2 separate regions of the Mus musculus genome follow, and region 2 is linked to region 1. Evidence: chromatin contacts called from public promoter capture Hi-C data. All regions are on one chromosome and are shown on one strand. Each heading gives the region's core, a stretch centred on a gene start, on an enhancer-like site or on the middle of the called end of the contact. The rest is flanking DNA. Distances are from core to core; before and after follow the strand shown.

Evidence for each region. Promoter capture Hi-C pulls out the DNA fragments that hold promoters and counts their contacts.
Region 2: a contact with region 1 is called in a promoter capture Hi-C map of pre-B cells. The contact joins the promoter of Asb15 here to the promoter of Capza2 in region 1. A contact is called at or near these places in 1 of 39 promoter capture datasets (pre-B cells) and 1 of 484 Hi-C or Micro-C datasets (CD4 T cells).

What each region holds. Positions count from the first base shown.
Region 1 is chr6:17,634,162-17,640,114 of GRCm38.p6, reverse strand. Capza2 (capping protein (actin filament) muscle Z-line, alpha 2) reads right to left here and starts at 3,105. Exons shown (of 10, transcript NM_007604.3): 1 at 2,955-3,105. The coding sequence starts at 2,993.
Region 2 is chr6:24,525,458-24,531,410 of GRCm38.p6, reverse strand. Asb15 (ankyrin repeat and SOCS box-containing 15) reads right to left here and starts at 3,267. Exons shown (of 10, transcript NM_080847.3): 1 at 3,142-3,267. It overlaps Ndufa5 (NADH:ubiquinone oxidoreductase subunit A5), which reads left to right and starts at 3,721. Exons shown (of 5, transcript NM_026614.3): 1 at 3,721-3,885; 2 at 4,094-4,138. The coding sequence starts at 3,865.

The sequences.
Region 1 (5,953 bases), core at 1,856-4,355:
AGGAGCGTTTCAGAACCGTTCTCTTTGAACTCTACACGACAAGTTTATACAGTTTCAAATTCACTAAAATGCTTTACTATAGAATTCAAATGACCTTAGAAAGAAAAACATAAAACTCTTTTTGGCTTGGAGTTTCTATATGTAAAATTTACAGGGTCATAGGGCAAGTTAATGCCTTTAAGGGACTTCATTCATTGTTTCTTCAGCTAACTTTACTTCCTTATTAACACTGTGGCCAAAAGAAACTAAGCCATAAAAATCACAGTACATTCAGTCTAGTGTCCTAGATACTTTCCCCCTTTTGTTTGTTTTTGAGACAGGGTCTCCCTGTCTCAAAAGAACTCAGAAGACCAAGCTAAGCTGAAACACGTTCCTCCTGACCAGCCTCCAGGGTACTGGGGATTACAGGTATGCACCAACACCCAGCTAATCTCTTTTTGTTGTTACTTTCTGTAAGGTGGCCTCAGAACTAGAGATCCTCCAGTCCCAGTTTCCTCAGTACTTAGATTACAAATCTGCTCTGCCACACCCAGCTATGATTAATTTCTAAAATGCCTCATTCCACAGGGGCAGTAAGAAACTATATAGCAGTAGCACACAATGTTCACATTACATAAAAATAAACTAGTTAAAAATGGTGAAAACACAAGGTTACCAGTTAGCCTTTTCACTAAGTATAAAAAACAAACTTAGAACCTGATACTATAAAGAACCATTGCTTTCTTTTTAAAAATAAGCAAATTGAAAACCAATATATAACCCCAGGATAGTCCTATAATCAACTTCAAGGGAACATAATGGCATTAAGTATACAAGCAAACCTTGAATTCTGATAAACTTAGGTTTAAATTTCACCTCTGCCATTTCCCTCCTATATAAGGCCTTTAAAACCTTAATTTACTTACAGGTAAAGGATAATAAAACTATCTACCTCAAACTTAAGTTAAAAAAGAAAATAGAACATTTTTCTTACATGATAAATACATATAAACTACACTATTATACATTGTAGTACCTCCCCTTCTTTAGACCTGCAAAACTGAAATGTAAAAAGTATTTAAAACTTACTCCTGAAAAATCACAAGCAAGGAAATAAAATAGAGAAGCATGATTTAAGAACTGGTCCTAAAATATCACAATTAAATCCATTTCTGATCTATATGGAACACCTTCCTAAAACAGTACAAGTCTACTGGGAAATAAAAGTGACAAAATATTGTTTTCCATTTACTGGTTATTTAAATTTCACTAGAAAGTTTAACCACTGATCTCTTAAATTAGAAAATACTGTTATAAAAATCTGTATGTGAAGTTACTACAGAATATTCCTACCTATGTCACAAAAAGATGCTAAATCTAAGCTTAAAATTCTCATTAATTTGTTTCCAACGTTATGCCAGCAGGTGAACTCATACACTACTCTGTAAAACTCAGCACACTGGGTGTCAAGGAATCTTCTCATTTTATTTTGAAATTTCCGGGCCTTTCCAACAACATGGCAAATCTACATTAATTCCCACCCTAACAATTCTCTTCTCACTATCTTCCAAGCCAATTGAGCTCCTCCTAATAATTATATGAAAGTACACAAAACATGAAAAAAATCGCTTCAAGAACTTTGAATCTGAAACGCTATTTTTCTTGTAATGCGCTGGTATATTTTCAATAAATAGCTTTAAACTATTCAATGCTACAAATGTAAACACTGTACAGCAACTTTTAGCGACTTAGGGTCTAATTCTGTGAATTAAAGTAAGGTATGCTTGTCCCCATTTTGTTAAGTTATCACCATTTCATCCAAGGGCACAAACGAGAAAGCCAGAACACTTCCAAAACCATAAAAGAGGCTGAGTTCTGAACAACCAAAGAGAAAGAGAACACTAATTCTGGTGCAGTATAAAAGGAGAGGGTCCCAACTGAAAATATCCTTAGTGTTTCTCTAACACCCTACTAGAACTGAGTTCTGTTTCCCACATGGGTGTACTTCATTTGGAACTTAAAAACAAGCTAAGATCAGACATTTCCAAAGGGCAGCACACTCATATGTCAGTTAAGTCTAAGTTTGAAAAAAACGTCCCGGTCTTTTCCAGAAAATACTCAAAACGTATGGCGTTCCCCCTCACACTACTTGCCCCTTGGTACGCGGTCTCCTCAGTCGCCAAAGAAAATGGGCAAGAGCCTTAGTTCAATGATCAGATTTCGTATCACAAATGTGAGAACTTGAGTCGTGCATTTGGTCCTAATGCTGTCACAGCATTTAACACACAGTAAAAGGAGTTGCACCCGCTCGCCCTCTTCAGAGTTGGTCCTATCAGGAAGATGGGATGTCACCAAATCTGCCCCAAGAGGGGGAAGCAGCCAAGTTGGGCAGAAAATAACTATGGGAGGGAGGGGTGTCTTTGTGAACAATACTGCCTTCCGGGGAACATGGGAGCAGCAATTAAAAAAAAAAAAAAGGTAATGACAATATTAATAAAAGAAATAGATGGCGGGGGGTGGGGGGGAAGGGGCGGGATGTGGAGACGGCGACCTCCGGAGGGAAGGAAACACCCTGGGGAACCAGGAAGCACTTCGCGTTGGGGAGGAGAAACTGCAGGAAAAAGTGAGGGTCGGCTATGCCGTCTTCCCCGCCCGCCCGCCTCACGGCGAAAGCCCCAGGCCAGGCGGCGCCGCTCCGCCGTCGGCCGCTCCCGAGCCCGGACCCCCAGGGCCGGGTCCCGCCGCCCCCGCTCCCGCCCGCGGCCGCCGGGCTCCGCTTCCTATTTTCGGAGCACACACCCTACAAGGAGCGGAGGGGCCCGGCCTCGGGGAGCCCGGGCAGCACCCCGCTCGGGAAGCGCAGGCGTGCGGCCCACCACCGGAGCCCGCCCGGGGTCAGACTCCGGCCCTCGCGCCTCGGCACTCACCTCTCCCGCCCTCCCGCCCGCCCGGCTCCTCACCGCCGCGGCACCTACCTTCTCCTCATCGGACAACTGCTCCTCCAGATCCGCCATCTTCCTTCTGGCGACAGACCGTGGCGCTGGTGGCAGCAGCGGCCACCTGACTTCCCCCTTTCCGAGCGGTCTTCCGCGCCGCGCGCCCCCGCCAAGGGAGGGGCCCCGCCGCCCAGGCCGCCGCGCACGCGCCCCGGAGCTCCGCCTCCCGGGAGCCGAGCCACTGCGCACACGCCTGGGAGCTCCGCCTCCTCAGCCTAGGCCGCCGCGCACGCGCCCCCGGAGCTCCGCCTCCCTCCCCCTGAGCGCCGGCCTGAGCGCCGCTGTGCGCGTGCGCAGCGCCTCCAAAGTGGGATTGCTATGGTTATCTTCTGTCATCCTGCTCTGTCTGGTGCCTTCTCTAGTCAACGATGACCATATGGACCCGGTTGGCGATGAGTACATTCTGAGCCCATGACTTTGTTCCCACCAAGTCCTGAACGCTGCCAGCTAAAATGTGAAAAGCTGTACCAATTTAAAACATTTTTAAGTATTAGGAAAAATACTGTTTTAATTGAAATAGGCACACACAATCCAGTCCATAATTGAAAGATTACTTTTGATATATTCATTTATTCATCCGAAAAACATTTATTGGTCTTTTATGATAGGAAGACTATTTTGCTAGTTCTTAGGAATAAGAAATGTAGATTTAAAAACCCAAACAAACAAAAATCCCAAAGAAAATGCTCTTAAGCTCACCTCTATTAATTAGACATTGAGTTAGGGAAGGCATTGTACTCCTGGAAAGTAAAAAAAAAAGAAAAAAAAGTTAAGTTAGCCTTGGATCTGTACCCTCATGAACTGGCTGTCCAAACTACTTACAGGTCATCCAGTAGAAATTTCAATTTCATACAACCAATTTTTAAGGTAAATGTCCCATGAAGGATTTAAAGCATTCTAAAACCATTATTTATTATTTTCAAATTTTACTGGATGTCTCCTACTTTTATTTGCTAAATCTGGCAACTCTACTACTGAAGCTTCAAGTTAAAGAAAAGGGGGGGGGGTGGAAGGTTGAAGTCAAAGCTGACACAGGAAGCAGCTGGAAATGTTGATAAAATTGAGTTGCTAGTTCAGCAGGCCTGAGCAAACCAGAGAATCTATATTTCTTACAAGCTCCCAGGAAGGAGGAGTGCTACTCGTCTGAAAACCACACTTTGTTTTTACCAAGGACTAAGAGTTTAGTTAGTAGTTAAGACTTCAATAATTAGAAAGTGAGAAGCTCTTGAGGGCATTTGGACAGTGTCACGACATGAACCGAACATGCTCAGCGGTGTCAATCTGACAGCTGTGTGTAAATGACAGGTAAGAGGACCCTAAAGAGCTCAAATAGCTATCTGGGTCCAAGAACACTATCATTAAGTGACTTACTAAAGTGTTCGTTTGCAGAGAGCAGGAAGAGGAAGCTGACATGTGCGGGAACTGAAAGTGTCCAGTTGAAGACAAACCCGTGGAGACAGCATGCAAGTTAACAAAGAACAGTGTCTGACCAAACCCCTCAGGAGCTACAAGTCAATATCAGTTCCCTCTTTTATAGTTCCTAAATCCTTGCTTTATTTATTGCTCCCTGCCATTGTAAGTGTAAGTATTACTGTTCGTCCAAACCAAAGCTCAGGAATTTATCCAATGCTACATAGCTCGAATACGACTGAATCCTAGGCATTTTGTTCAACATCCCACATTCTTTCCACTGTCAGAACTTTCTCCCTTTCTCCACAGAATAAAACTTAATGGAGGTGCCTTCTCTGGCATGCCAGCAATCCAGTTCACAGCACCTTCTTCAACAGTATCTGGGACTCAGGGTTTCCCCACCAAGGTTGCTCCTATTTACTTAGCATTTTATGTCTTACACAGTGGGTTCTTGGTGAATGTTGCATAGCTAACTTACTGGCAGCACTACCCTTTAGAAGCCTCATTGAAAATCTTGTAATGTTTTGCAATAATCTGAGTCAGAGTATGTTTCTAGCCGTGGGTTTGGTGATATTTGCATATGGTTCCCATAGCAATTTAAAAAGCAGTAAATTATGTATAATGTCGAATAGTCCCTATAGTAATCTCTAAACACTACCTTCTTGATACAGCTAAAGGGATTCGCAGAATTTAAGTGACATGTATTTGGAAGAAACTTCAGCAAGTATAAATAAGAAGTGCTTGTTACAAGACTGCACTAAGAAACATGCCAGTATCCTTGCCTCTGGTGCATCATAATCAAGAGATAAGCAAAAGTTTCCCTGCACAGTTCTATCAACATGAGAATTTCTATCTCCTTTCTCTTTTTTTAAAAAATAACTTTTATTTATTCCTTGAGCATATTAGATAATATATTTTTACTTTATTCATTCCCTTCCCCCAACTCCTCTCACAAACTCCCATGAAATTTTCCATGATTTTCCTATTTAGTTTCCAAACTCACCTCTCTTCTACTTTTTAGTGGTTTAATCATGGCTTTTCAAAACCTCCCTAGACTTGTCTTTTTAAGATTGCTTTTGTAAAAGATGTTTTTAATGAGTGTTGGTGTTTTGCCTACACGTATGTCTGTGTGAGGGTGCCAGATCCCCTGGAACTGGGGTTACAGACAGTATTGAGTGACCATGTGGGTGTTGCGAATTGAACCTGGGTCCTCTGGAAGAGCAGCCAGTGTTCTTAACCACTGAGCCATCTCTCCAGACCTGCTTTTTCTCCCCTCTTCAATTTCCTGTAGATATGCTCAAACTCTGTATATTTTAGTTATCATGAAAACTGGTGAGATGGCTCAGTAGATAAAAGTGTTTGCCACGAAGCCTGATGATCTGAATTTGATCACAGAACCCACCCAGTAGATTGAGTGAACCAACTTCTCTAAGTCGCCTTCCAACACACACACACACACACACACACACACACACACACACACACACACACATTGTGGCATGCACCTCCCGTCCAAGAAACAAATGTAAAACTTATTGTGAACAGAGGTTACTTAATTTCATAGACAC
Region 2 (5,953 bases), core at 2,018-4,517, 6.9 Mb before region 1:
GGAGAGACGTGTAAGCACAAAGCACATCTGCCAGAGTGAGGAGAGTCGGAGGCAGGTTCCAATTATATTCAGCTTTGCCTGGTCCTCTCTTAAACAGTCTGTAAGAGGGGACACGATTACTAAGCAGAAGCAAGCCCGGAGGGCTCACACGGGTCCAAGAATGACAGCATGCCCAGCAGCCTGTTGTGAAAGGAGGGAATGAAAACCACCAGGAGGAATCACACGGTGTGAAAAAGGGAAGCACCTAGGAGCTGGCCAAGATTTAACCATGCCCCATCAGAACGCATTGTCCCTCACAGATACATTATTTGCTGCATCTTTCTAGTTGTCTAAATCACTTAAGTCTTTTTCTCCAGGCCATACTCCCTGCTGCATCCTTGGTCTTGTAACTGGGAAGTTACAAGAAACAGTTTTGTTTGGTTTGCTTCCCTCCCAGTTTCCCTAAGAGTCTCTTGGCCAGCTCCCCACAGCCAACAAAAACAGCTATGCTCTTAAGATATGATGTATAGTCCACTTAATTTCCTTCCTCCCCATCCTTTGGTGTCGAGCTGCTGTGAACATTCCTGCCATACCTCTTGCTCAGCAGGATTACACTGTAATATATGCACCTTTCTCCAGCCCGTTCTCATTCTAGGTTCTGACAACGCACTGACTCCTTTAACACCTTATTTCTCCAGCCCCGTAAGTCAGTCTCACAGTCTGTATTAAAAATGCATGTGATGGGACACACTTAAGTTACATACAAAGTCACAAGATCGAGTCTTCTTTAGTTACTGACTGCTATTAGCTATGATTGTTTGAATGCCACGTGGGCTTTGAGTCCCTGATACTTTGAAACGGACTTTCTTCCCCCACCACCTACACGATGCTGAGATATTCTGGGCCAGACTCTTTTATGCTGTACGGACAATATTTCATCACAAAGACTGTGCCAAAACATGTAAAAGAACACACACACACACACACACACACACACACACACACACACACACCCCAAACAAAAAACAACCAGCAAAATCCTCCATTATCTAAGTGATGGAAGATTGTCATTAACTTTTGTCACCACCTGCTGGTCAAAAAGCTGTATGGCTCATGGATTAACTGGACCCGGAAGAGGCAGCATTTGAGATGCTTCAACTATATTTGTATCACAGGATTATATGTAGCAGAGAAAGGACAAGTTGTTTAAATATAAAGACTCCTAAGATTATTTCTTTCTTCATTATACGTTATATATTCTGTTTTATTTAATATTGTATACTACAAGCAAGGAAGCTCTTAGACCCCAAAGCTATGTTCACTATGACATTTTGAGGTAGTGGGGGAGAATATGATTACACTATTTACCCAGGCTTTCAAAACATGTGGATTAGTATGAGAATTCCACCCTGTACCATTGTAAAAGCTTATATATAATTTTAGGAAGAATTAGGGAGGTTCTGATGTTTCTTAGCCCCAGTGGTTAACCCAGATCATCTTCATTTCCCTGTCACCTCTGAAAGCAGGCACCACACTGTTTTGTTACCCCATTGTACTGCTCTTTAAATGTCTTGACCAGTGCTGTTAGTAAACATAACATTTTTGTTATTGTTTCTTTCTTTTTTTTCCTTAGTGGAAAATTTCCAAAGAAGTAGGCTTGGCTAGAGTGAAAGGTGGGAGAATGCAGTTTAGTCAGAGCGATCTGACAGTTGAAGGTTTTTCATTTATCCACGAGATGCTCTGGTTAAGTGATTTTGGCCTTGAAACTGTCCAGGGAACAGGACTCTGTTCTGATGAGAAGGCTAGGCTGATCTCATGTCAGGCTTCAGAGTGGCAGTTAAGGAGACTAGGCCTAAATCTTTGTTTCCAAGAACTGGGCAATTCCAAGCAAGTCCAGGCCTCAGAAACTGTCCTGCCACCTGGCCTGAGGCAAGGACAATGAGGTCAGCAGCAGTTCCCAGACCTCCTCAGCTACTTCCTCAGCAACAGCTTCCAGCCCCCAAGATAGTAAAGGAATGTCCCTAGAGATGGAGTAAGATAAGGGTCATCTACCCCAGAATGCCCTAATGTGCTTTAAATCAGGCCTGTGAGTACACTTGCTTGTCTCTCTATCTTGGTAATGGGCGATTCCAACATGCTGGACTTCTGCAGAATAAAACACCTTGTGCTTATATACTATTAGAGTCTGGAGTATCATTCTTCAGTGAAGCATGGATGCTTACACTGACTGTTCCTTCAGGATGCAGCATCCTTTAGCTGGTTCTGTGTAACAACAGTTCTTTACTCGGTCTCACATTTCCACATAAATACCACCCTCTCAGAGACAGGCTGTGCCCTGCTCATTCCTTTTGAAAATGGTCACACTGGACAATTTTACTCATTAATTTTGTTGAACCTCTTTCTGAACAAATGGTATGAGAGAAAATCTCCAAGTGGTTAACTTAATGACTCAAACAGGCCTAGTTAGGTTTTGGAGAGGGGTGTAAACTGTCTGGTTTGGCATTGTTATCACTTCTGGTACAAGCCAGGAATGATAAGTTATGTCCCTTCGGGCAAATGTCCTCACCATTACCTGGGCACCAAGACACTCTCTTTCAGTTGTTTCTCCTAGTTTTGTTTGTTTGTTTGTTTTTGTTGTTGTTTTGTTTTCCTCTGTTGAATCAGAACCCTGGATTTCATTAACTACCTAATTTTGTTAAGATGGAACCTCTCACGATAAAGCCTCTAACCACTGAGAAGCAGAACCACAGGCTCCAGCTCAGGTTGGAGGTTAGAGGGCCTGAAGAGCAAATTCTGTAAGATGTAGTAGGTCGAGAGCTTGGCTCTAGTTCTCCTGCCTCAAACTCCTCTCTGGCATTTTCAAACTTTCCTAAAATCCGCCTTTCCTAGAACTGGGACATTTACTCCTCTGGGTCGGCCATACAGTGCACTTCTACCACCTGCGAACCCAGAACATTCTATTCTTGCAATGTTTGTTAATGCATTCCTAGATCCCCTTCTGATATCACAGATGCCACGGGATGTGTCCCTTTATAGCGAATTCTACTGTCTCTAGCTTAGAATACCACTAGCAAGCTTTCATTCAGTGTGGCCCTCTACAACAGGTTGGTTCAGAAATCTACTTATTTTTGTACCGCATGGAAGCAATCCGTTTTGTAGTACCTCATAGCCTGGATCAGTCAAGTCTGTCTACTCTCGATGTCTTTAGCAAATACTGCCATGCAGACGCTTGAATCCAAAGTTACAAAGAACACATGCATCTTTTATAAAGCCATGATTCCACATTCTAGAACACACTCAACAATGACAGATGTTCTTGGGATCTGGAGGGACAGAGAACAGGGACTATGACCTCATAAACACCCACTGGAACAAAGACTACGACTTCATAACCTTTCATTCATCAGTCTCCTCAAGAGAAAACGGATGCATCAGATGGTTAATTCCACTTTATAATTTCCACTTATGAGTATGCATTCACACACGTGGAGGGAAAGCATTCTTCATGGTGCTCAGGCCTGCTTCCACCCTCATTTCCATAACCTGAGGAAGTCCGGGTAAAATAGCAGTCGAAGGCTGAGCAAAATCAAAGTCCCTGCAGTGACTACGTTGCAAGTTTTTCCGTAGCGTAGCGCTTTTCTTAACCTTTAGTACTCAGAGACGTCAGTCGGTCTCTACTACACCAAAGCCCTGCGTGGAGCCGCTTGTGTGAGCTGCGCAGGCGCAAATCTACCTCTCCTAGGTGGGCGGGAGCTGCCCCTACCCAGCCCGAGCGGTTGGAGCCAAGAGTGTTCTTAGGTGACTCAGGGGCAGCATCGACGCTCGATTGAGCGGGCTTGGGAAAGGTTCCCAGAGGGCTGTGCGCTGGAGGCGCTGGACGCTGTCATGGCGGGCTTGCTGAAAAAGGTGAGCGTGTGGAGGTCACCGTGATGCTGCGAATGGGGACCGTAGGCAGCCGCGTCTCCCTCATCGGTGGGCAGAGACGCTAAGAGGAGGGGTTGGGGGAGTGTTCCGCTGTCCTGGCAGGGGGCGACAGGGTGCGTAGTTGTGTCGGGAGGGTCGGCTAACCAGGGGATTACGGTAAACATCACGGTCCTGTTTTGTCTCTGCACAGACAACTGGCCTGGTGGGGTTGGCGGTGTGCGACACTCCACACGAGGTAAGTGCGACTTTTTGTGTCGTCCTTCTCAAGCAAGACTGTGATCGACCGAACTTGCCCTTGCAAGATTAACGAGACCCCCGTGAGCTCTGGCCTCCGGGGCAGCGCTGAGCTTCGCTGACCCCGTGGCATCCTTTTTGCAATGCCTCCTTTTGCCTTCGCCGTGACCTCTTAATTAAGACGCGTTTCTTCACGGCATTCTCTTAGCGTCAGTGGTGTGGAGTATTCTCAGCTCCCTTCAGAGTCGCATTTTCATTTTCCATCCTTTCCCTACCGACATTTCTGCCTTGCCTTTCGCACACTGGCTGACCCTGTCGTCCTCATGGTTGCCTCCTTCGGTATCCATTGGGGAAACATAAACAACAACCAAGACCAAACAAACCTAAACAAAACCACTGTGATTTATCCCCCCTTTCAGCAATTGCACCATTTCTTTCCTTCCCGTCTACACACATAACTCGAAAGCGTTGTCAGTGCTCACTGTCTCTTACTCCTTGAGTACACTTAAGCGAGGCCCAAACTTTTTTTTTTTAAGGAGTTACCAGTGATGCTAAATTTGCTAGTCAGTTCACATTTCTCGTAATTGTACCGAAAGTGGCATTGAAAATATCCTTACGTTTATTTATTTGTGTGCATGCCAGTGTTTGTCCGTCAGAAAACAACTTTCTGAAGTTGGCTCTCTCCTTGCACCTTGTAGATCCTGGGGATCTTTCAGGTCACGGGGCTGTTGGCAGGCACCTTTGCCCTCTGTGCCCTCACATTGACCCAAGTGAAGCATTTTTGACACTCTTGATAATCTGCATTAAGTACTTTGTTTACTGGATGTCAGAGCTTCGAAGTTTCTTAGTTTGGGATTTTTGTTTGTTTGTTTTATTGTTTATTGTTTCTTTCCCCCTAATTATTTGCCTTTTCCAGTTGTTCCTTCATTTCCCCATGTTGTAGTATTGAAGACCTAGCTCTTAGACAGGTTTTAGGTTTAGGTTGGCTCTCATGGGGTACAGACAACAGTTAACGTTTATATTTCCATATCAAGTACTGACCTTTTATAGTCATGTGTGTGTATGTATGTATTACACACATGCTCTTAGTTGACATCTTCACTTGTGTCAGGCAGCTAGGTAAGGGTTAGCATAGCCAGCTGGGATGTCTCATTTGAAATGGTCCTGGATTGCTTGCATGACCCCACACCTCACTTGCCACTAAGAAAATCCTCTGGGTTGACCCCTGGGTTATGCAGCCTCTGTTCACATCTCATCACCTCCTTGGCTGCTGCCATTTTTTCTGCCACCATCCTTATCCCTGTGACAATTACATTTCTCTTGTAACTGCTTTTCCCTGCTTTCTTTCAGCTGGTTTGCAAGTGCTAAAACATGTTGGGTATGCAAATCTTTCTTTAAAACCCTCCCGTGGCTTTCTATTTTAGGGGTTGTCCAGATGACTTAACAGACCACGCTCCACTGACATGTCTGTTCCAGGTTTCACAAAGACTTTATTTTGCGTTCACTGCTAGAACTCTGACTAGTACATAGTACATAGTGAATACTGAGTGGCTTTCTTGCAGTCTTTATGAACTTCAGACTTGTGGACAACAAAACTCACACTTCTATTTCTAGATATTCTTCCTCTATGGGTTGAATGTCTCTTGATGGTATATGAATTGTTCTGTCCCCAGCTCTGAATTTGGATGTTGTTATTGATATCAAAACCTTCTACTTTCATATTTATCCTAGTAGTGAATTGTGCTGCATTTTTCTGCAGCAGTCTCCAGTTTGTCCTCTTTCGTCTTCCATCAGATACAACTGCGGCTTAAGTCCT